Linked DNA regions of Cyprinus carpio: region 1 is linked to region 2. A link is a contact called in public Hi-C data. All regions are on one chromosome and are shown on one strand. The core of a region is the stretch at or near the end of the contact, and the rest is flanking DNA. Distances in the headings are between cores, read along the strand shown. Region 1 holds the start of LOC109054384 (lysM and putative peptidoglycan-binding domain-containing protein 4). Region 2 overlaps LOC109110521 (chromodomain-helicase-DNA-binding protein 2).

Region 1 (4,452 bases), core at 1,880-4,379, 160 kb after region 2:
GTTGAATTGTCTCTTTATGTACCTTCACTATGCAAATAAAATTAAAATGATAGTTCACCAAAAAACTTGTGTTGTCATTTACCCACCCACACGTCTCTCCGTATTCATGTTACTTTCTTTTTCTGTGGAACACAAATTTTGAATAATGTGATCCTTTTCATGCAAAATAAGTCTTTTGAACCCAAATGTTACCTTTTTTTTTATTTTGGACAATCTATCCACTTAAATGAATGTACCATAATAATGTGAACTTGTAATATTAAGTTTATTAAAGTACCAAACCAAATTTCCAATTTTCAAGTGTTATACTTACTTTTTTCAAGGTGATTTTCTATTATATTCCCGAGGTCCAATGAGCTGACGCTCACCCCGTACTGTTTGAGGTAGGCACAGTGATGTTGTCCACTCTATTGTTCACTACAGATTCACCATTATCTTGAGTTTTAAAATATACCACATAGAATATTGGCAGGACAATGCCAATGAGCAACATGGCAATTACAGCGTTCCACCACTGGATCCCCCAGTCTGCACCGTAGCTGCGCAAACGCTGGCTTCTCCACCCCCATCGTTTGGACACCCTGGAACCGCTGGAAAAGAGCTCTTCTGAGGGGTCCGTGCTTTTGATCAGTCGCTCGATGTCACTGTCCACCTCTTTTAGGTAATTGGTGTACTCCTGCACCTGAGGTCTTCCCGAGACGTTTGCTTCAGCGCTGTCTGATGATGCTACATCATTGGAGGGTCTTTGCTGGGGGTCCCTGAGCTCAGAGTTGGCCTCGGTTAGCAAGCCATGCTTCTTTACAGGGATTTTGATAGACTTCAGTGCATACATGTCCTGCTCTTGAAAAAGGTTGTTCACCCGTTTTATGTCAGCCACCTGGAAGCCATAGAAAGGGATGATTTTTAAAGGAAATGTTCACCATAAAATGAACTCATCCTTAAAATGTACTCATACATTTAGCATTAAACAAACTCATCTACTTCTTGGATGGCCTGAGGGTGAATAAATTTGAATCAAATTTTCTTTTTTGGGTGATCTATTCCTTTAAGGGCCTAAATGAGAATGAGCTACACTAACAAAGATGATACCTTGCATCCATACTGAAGGGCCAGTTTGTTGAGATTGTCCTCATGTGAGATGTCCCGTTCCATCAACAGCATTTCTCCCACTCTTTCTCTCTCCTGTGAGGACGAGTCTCTGCTTCGTGGCCGGAGCTCCATGACATTGAGTTCCTCATCCTCAGATGACACTTCTGGTTCTTCTTGTCTGTGTCTGAACATGTACACTTGGCCATCCGCACTGGCATGTACATCCACTGGAGCCTGAAAGGCTCGAGGGAGAGGATCTCCTCGCCTCATCACTGCAACTAGACCAATATCTAGAAGAATAAGTAGTAAGGCCAGTTCAGTTTGCATATACAGTACATTCATTTTCAAAGTTTTAGGGTAAGCATTTTTTTTTTAAAGGAATTAAAATTTTTTAATGAAGAAAAGATTAATTAAAATGTGACAGTAATTGTTACAAAACATTTTCATTTCAATTAAATGCTGTTCTTTTGAACTTTCTATTTATCAAATAAAACAAAAATTAAGCAGCACAACTGTTTTTAACACAAAATATTTCTTGAGCACCGAATCATTTATAAAAATGGTTTCTGAAGTATCATGACACTGAAGACTGAAGTATTGGCTGCTAAAAGAAAAAAACACAGAACTAGGCTAAATCTAAACTATAAATAATATAATAATAAATAAGTTAATATAATATAATAAATTAGTTCAACAGTTTTAACAATAATAATATTTCACACTATTACGTGTTTTTTTTTTTTTTTTTGATCAAATTTTGGTGCAATTTTTTTTTAAATGTCCCTAAACTTTGAACGGTAGCGTTCATCAACTTTGAGCACTTCTATGACTTAGGAGTTGATTTATATTATAAACACATGCATTTTTATTTTAATTTATTTACTGTTTATTTGTTATATAACATTCAAACTTTATTGGAAACATTATCCATACCTTCATGAATTATATTTCCATACTTTTCAAATGTATTGTAACATTTTAAACTTTTACCAGAAAAAAAAGAAGAAAAAGAAACAGGTGATTATCACTTGTAAAAATAATACTTTTGTTGCACACAATGTGCAATCAAACAGAAATGATGTTAGATTATGCAAAATATGTAAAAATATTATTTAAGTGTGAATATTTTTTAAGTGTGAATATTTATGATACATAAAATTCTAGCTATAAAATGAGCCTTATAAAGATAAAGGGGTTGCATTTTATTAATGTTTACATTATTATTTCCAATAAAAAATGCTATTAAACACAAATTTTAAGATGTATTAAACTGTGGGAATGTCGATTGTGGGACTGTCAAAAAACATGTTCTTCTGTGTTGCGCTGTTAGAAATTGGTATTAACTAAAATATATAACGTATTTAGGGTGTGAATTTTTATTTAGGGTCTTTTAAGATTATTTATTTTCTACAGGACCAAAAGTGCCCATAGTAAAAAAAATAAAAAAAAATAAAATCTTACATATTACACTTTGACAACTATTGTAATAAAAAGTTTGTAACTACAGTAAGAAACATACTGCAGAATGTAAACAACACGAAACAATGCATCATTGTTCATAAGCATACATCTACTGGATTGTGAGATTGTGGCGAGCACTACCTCAGGAAAAAATCAGAGCTGGAAAGTGACTGTCTGGAGCTGAAACAACAGCGGATCAGAACACCGTTACATGAACTGACACTGACTGAAAAGATTTCCCCCCAAAACTGCACAAAACACAAGACAAAAAATCAACAAAATATACCTTACATTTGTTAAGAAAAAATGGAGTATGTGTACAGTAGCTAAACGCTTATAAAGGTTACAGTAGCCGACACTCGTAACGTTAAGCTAATTCTATACTATACTCATCTCCGCTTTTTCAATAACTTTCCCAATTCTTGAGTTGAATCTGAATAATACTCACCTTTCTAGATAAAAACAGCTACATGGTGCTGACAAAAATATCCCCAAGTGTCATTTTAGAAACTTCATAACGCAACCGAGCGTGCTGGTGTTGGCAAGAAAGCCACTGTAGATTGACAGGTCCTCCAGCCAATCAGCTCGTTGAAGAAGGCGAATCCTCTATAGTAGATTACGCTGCTATTACATAAGTGGTTGCGTTTCCGATATTTATTATTATTATTATTATTGTAAATAATATTTAACGTCTTTATTTCGAAATCAAAATCTGGTGTCAGGCGTTCAATTAAAATGGTGAAGTGGCATGGTACATTACCCGTGGCTTATGTTTCCCCAAGACTATAAAGTTTCTCTCTGTTAAGTGTGGTTGAGAACACGGGCGCCTCTTACGTGTCACGGCAGGATGTGAATGTGTGTAGTTGAAACACTCGTGCCTATAGCTCATGAGCAGGTGTGGAAATTAATTCATTTTCTAAACAATTGTTACTACCTATAATCATAACAAATTAATATTGTATCTCCTTTAAAATCAATATTTCTTTCTTTCTTTCTTTCTTTCTTGCATTCTTTCTTTCTTTCTTTCTTGCATTCTTTCTTTCTTTCTTTCTTTCTTTTTCTTTCTTTGTGGAAAGGTTAATTTTATATATATATATATATATATATATATATATATATATATATATATATATATATATATATATATATATATATATATATATATATATATATATTTTTTTTTTTTTTGTTTTTTTTTTTTTTTTTTTTCAGGAGTCTTTGATGAATAGAAAGTTTTGAAATATTTTGTGATCAAAGAAACTAAATGTAGGCCCATTCAATGCCACATTTGAACAATTTAATGCATCATTGTTAAATAAATTTAATTTCTTTATAGCCTATACTGTAAAAGATAAAATGATAGTCACACACAAATCTTTCAATATTCAGTATACTCCAATCTTTCAAAATTCTTCTGACCATATCTGAACAAATCTGAAATCTGAAAATTCAAAAGAAGTAACAACAGCAGATGTGGGTTATTGTGTTGCATTGCTTCCGTGCTGATATTCAAACAAGTCACTTGAGGTCGGAAACATGAAGCTGTGGGTAAAGCAGGGGTGTCAAACTCAGTTCCTGGAGGGCCGGAGCCCTGCAGAGTTTAGTTCTAGCCCTGCTCCCACACACATACCATGTAGTTTTCAAATAAGTCTGAGGGACTTGATTAGTTGGATCATGCCGTAACTGAGCCGTAAGTGCCAAAAGTGGCCCAGATTAGGTCCAAATCTGTCTGCTATCTGGGTCTGACCAAAATGTGAGCTGATCATGAAGAGGTCGAATCACATGGTTTTGAAAATCTGAAATATTTCAAAAAGGCCATACAGGTTTGGAATGAACTGAGGGTGATTAAATTATGACTGAATTTTCGTTTTGGGTCAACTACTTTTAATAGGCTTAAGGAGA
Region 2 (4,442 bases), core at 490-2,989:
CTGAGAGCCAATTCATGAGGATTTTACCATTTCTTTTGAGGGAAAACTATAGTCATATAATATACAATCAGAAACTTGAAGGTCTTCATAGCAACCAGTCAAAATAAAAGTTTGATTAACTTGAAGAAACTGTGACAAATGTATTACTTAATGTAATGATAGTATCACTACTAGTAATAGGAATTAAACATATTTTTTAAGGAATATTTACCATGAAAAAATTTTCACCAGAATTTATTTAGCAGAAAAATGTAAATACACAACACATTATTTCTGGAAAAAAAAAAAGAAAAAGAAAGAAAATAATAATATTTTTTTTTATATCTAAAATCAATTAATTAGAGATGCTTTTGATTATTACAATTTAATGTAAACATAAAATAGTTTCCAGAAAAATAATAGACAATAGTATTTTGTAAAAAAAAAAAAAAATAGAACTGAATTTAAAAAAAAATCATAGGGCCTTAAATATGTAATTTTTGTTAAACTAATAATAAATTGTGTAGGTTTCATGAATTCAATTAATTAGACATGCTTTTTGAATAATAACATTGTAATTTATTTAATTTACTTAATTTATTTCATTATTTAATTTAATTTAAATTAATTTACTAATTAAATTTTTATTTTTTAATAGATTTCATAGGGCCCTACTAACCGAATAGTGCTCATAAATGACTTCTGAGAAAGTATTCTCATTTAAAATGGAGTAGAGGCTTGGACCCAGAAACCGTATAGCTACATCACATAGCTACTATTATTCTGGTTTGGATATCAGATATTTTTTGTACAGTCATAAATGATGTCATTTACAATTTCATTTGGTCTCATTTGGTACCTTGTGCATCTTTTAACAGATAGGGGAGACTGGCAAAGAGACCGCAAGTACAGCTACCCAGGTAACAGCAATCAGTCCTGGCAAGGGGATCGGCATCACCCGTATGACACTCACAGGTACAAGGACCATCATTACGGTGACCGTCGTCCTCATGGTGACTATCGCAGCTCAGGAGGTTACCGCAACAGCGGATCCCCTCGCAAACGACCCTATGAGTATGGTAATGATAGAGATCATCGTGGCCATAGAGACTATTATGACAGGTGAGTAAGAGTAGCTTTTTATTAAATCTGTTAACGTTTACAACCCATCCTCATACCCAAAACTGTGTTGTTGTGTGTAGAGCTGTAGGACTAAAATTTAGCTTTTTGTTTTCAGACATCCAGACCCTAAGAGAAGGCGTTCCGATGAATACCGCTCCCCGAACTATCACCCAGGTGGAGGAGGGCATCCACAGGACTTCAGAAGGATGCCGGACCACAGGGGACCCCCTGGAAACCATGGCCCCATGGGGCCCGATCACTACCGCCCCTTCCACCCTGACAAACCCCCACCCCTGCTTGACCCCCGTTCACCTCAGTCTCAGAAATCCCCCCTTGAGCCCATCTCACCTGCTATGGAAAGAACTGCAGAGCAGAAACCTGTGACGGACTTTAATTGGAACAACAGGAAGACGTGAGGTGAATACTTGGTTAGTGCAGGGACGGTCTGTACTGCCAAAGGATGTGTCAGAAAGGCCACCTTAGGCAATAAATGGAGCTTCCACCAAGCTCCTCTTTATCGCCACTGTGTCCTCCGCTCTCTTCTAGGTTTCACAACCAGGTTAAGTCAGCCATTTTGGACTGAGGAGACAGAACAAAGCATGGTTAGTCCTATGGACTATGATTGAACTTGATGAAGTGTTGAAGTATGCCTAAGTTAGAAAGTGCCTCATGTATTTGGTCTTTGTTGAGAGACATTAGCAGAAAGGGAATATCCCCAAAGCGAACTTTTCTTTGATGTTCATGTCTTTTTGCTTTCGTGTTATTTTGGTTTGTGCAAAAAATGATTTTTTTCATGAAAGTAGCCTTTGTGGGAGGAGAAAAAAGGAATCGTTTTAATTGCACCTTCAGATGTTGATTCATAATTTTGTTGAGCTCTTCGAAACTGTCGCTTTTGCTTTCTGAAATGCCCAGACCCCTGTGATCGTACGTCATTTTGAGGAAAGAAAATCAAGTAATTACATGTACATTTTTGTCTTTTGTCTTGTGTGATGAGCAACAATTACTGGAATTGTTTTTCTCGAATTATCGAGTCCGCGAAATGCGTCTTTGCTATTGCAGACCCGCCACTTGTTAATATTGCCCTGTTGGAGGACAGTAGCCTTGTTTTAAAAACAAAGAAGGAAAAAAAAGGCTAAACAGTATTCAGGGTCTATGAAGACCTTGTCAGAACACTAGATAATCATAACACGTAAGCTATCTTTGTTTTTATTTTCTTATATCTGCAACACTTGGCACCACTTAAGTCCACTTTATGGTCAGTGCTTGTACTGTTGCATCTTTTTATTGCACTAAAAGGACAGTACTTGCTCGATTTTGAGTATGTAGTAATGGTAGACGTTATCCGAATCTGATTTTCATGTTTTGTTGAGTTGTTTTCTCAGTATAAGTGTGCTGAAATGCTGATACCGTTGACCTTTAAGTGGAAATGTGAGTACTGTATGAATGGACAGAGTGGGTGGGGGTTAAGCTATTTTTGGTGAACCAGATTTTGTGCCAAAACGTTGACAGACTGGCATGCTGGTAGATACTGTTCATTGATTGTTTATTTGATGTGTTTTTCCATCTGTGCCTTATTCTTGTGTAGATTCAAACACCGGATTGGTATAAGGATGTTAAGCGGTCGGAAATGATGCAGTATTATGCTGTTGTGTACAATTTCAAAACGTTTGCCAGAATGGAATTTTAACTGAGTGCATGTAAAGCCAGCTCTGGTGAGTGGGGAACAATGTGGTGTGCTCAATTCCAAAATATCATGGTGGCAGGACTAGGAGAGCAGGTGAGCTGGTGAAATATGGAATACTGAACATGTGCTACTTTCCCACCCAAGCTCCTGCTCACACTCCACGGACATGTTAAGCTTTGAAACAAGCCAATTTAAAGTAATTTATATTTGTGAAAAGCCACTGTTCAGATTAATTGTACTGTACATATGTTTATATACCTATATGTATTAAACTTTCCTACATCATGGACAATCTGCTTTTGTTATTCAGTGATAATTAAAACTAATTGCAGTTTTTATAACTAGTTTTATGCAACCTATGTCAACTGCAGTCTTCATGCAGTTTCAACAAGTTGACCAACTTGGATTTATTTTATTTATTTTCATTCATTTCCATTAATTTAAGGTGATATTTAGGAAGAATCCTCGAAATTATCAAATGTAAGAAAAAAAAAAAAACGTTTAATTGGTCCGGATGTTCGCGCTCCTGTCTTCATCACGTGCACTGGGAGTCTGAGAGGAATGGCGCGAATTGCTAAGGTGAGACTCTTCCTTAACTCCATATTGTATATTTTATATTGTTTTCAACAGGCTTTAACATTAATAACAGATTTAAGTGATTAAAATGATAAGGGAATAATACACTCCTGAACAAATTCTTTAAACCGGGGGGAACATTACAAGTATTTGCATTTTGCAATGGTGGATTGTAACCAGGTTGTAAGTAACGTCTTCAAAAGCCACGTCTCCTCCAAACTCACAAACTTGCCCGAATTTAATAGGGAGCACCAAACATGTGACATTGAAAGGTGGAAGAAAGTTTTATTCTCTGACGAGAAAGAAAATTAACCTGGACGGTCGTGATGGCTTACTGGCATGACAAAAGATCCCACTGGAGATGTTTTCTATGCAGCACAGTGGAGGAGGCTCCATCATGATCTAAGGTGCTTTTTCCTTCAATGGGAAAATAGAGCTTCAGGTTGTGCAGGGGCGTCAAACTTGACTTTTTTTTTTGTCCCATAACTCAGAATCTTTTAAGAGGTCTTATTGCGTCCAACCTCGGCAGCGATGGCGCGTTCCTGCCACGTTCAAAGACAGAAAAGCCCTTTTGCCTTTGCCATCAGGAGATCATGACAGTGTGACTGCCTGAAGGACAATGACATGAAAGACATATTTTTGCACAGGTTTAAACTTTTTAAGGCTATGGTCTTAAATTTTTGATCAGCTGATGAACAGCCTGTTGGAGTTTAAATGCAGATTTCAATAAATTGCCTATTCGCTTTTTGTCTCTTGCTCCTGTTTCTTCTTTTGGCATTTTGTGGAATTATTTTCAGTATTTTTTCGATCCACCAGTGCAAAATGCAAATAGCCTAGTTGTAATGTTCTGTTCAGGAATGTACTGTTATTGCTGGTAACGTTCGTCAGCTATAACCTACATGAAACACGTGTTTTAGAATCATAATGACGAATTGGTTAAGAAACATGTTAGAAAAACATTTAAATATTTTTGCTCAGTCTTTTTGTTTATAATTGTTGAATGTTTATAATAAGTGGGGAAAGCACATTTGACTAGAATATTTGCTGTTAATAGAGCAAAAGTTATAATATGGCTCGAACA

The links. Hi-C and Micro-C count contacts between places; a contact is called where the count stands out from the background.
Region 1: a Hi-C map of skeletal muscle shows a contact between it and region 2, with 4 times the contacts expected there. The contact joins the promoter of LOC109054384 here to the enhancer-like site in region 2. A contact is called at or near these places in 5 of 8 Hi-C or Micro-C datasets (liver and skeletal muscle).

What each region holds. Positions count from the first base shown.
Region 1 is chrB18:15,102,367-15,106,818 of ASM1834038v1, forward strand. LOC109054384 (lysM and putative peptidoglycan-binding domain-containing protein 4) reads right to left here and starts at 3,130. Exons shown (of 3, transcript XM_019071656.2): 1 at 2,999-3,130; 2 at 1,090-1,379; 3 at 1-877. The coding sequence starts at 1,359. The coding sequence ends at 365.
Region 2 is chrB18:14,942,587-14,947,028 of ASM1834038v1, forward strand. LOC109110521 (chromodomain-helicase-DNA-binding protein 2) reads left to right here. Exons shown (of 36, transcript XM_042743975.1): 35 at 858-1,101; 36 at 1,217-3,077. The coding sequence ends at 1,517. Among protein-coding and RNA genes, the nearest start is that of LOC109110521, 30 kb to the left of the region's middle. Within about 2 kb of position 1,740, at least 1 of the 8 cell types and tissues checked has an H3K27ac peak or open chromatin away from gene starts, as enhancers often do. A contact at or near this core is called in skeletal muscle, where this site is marked.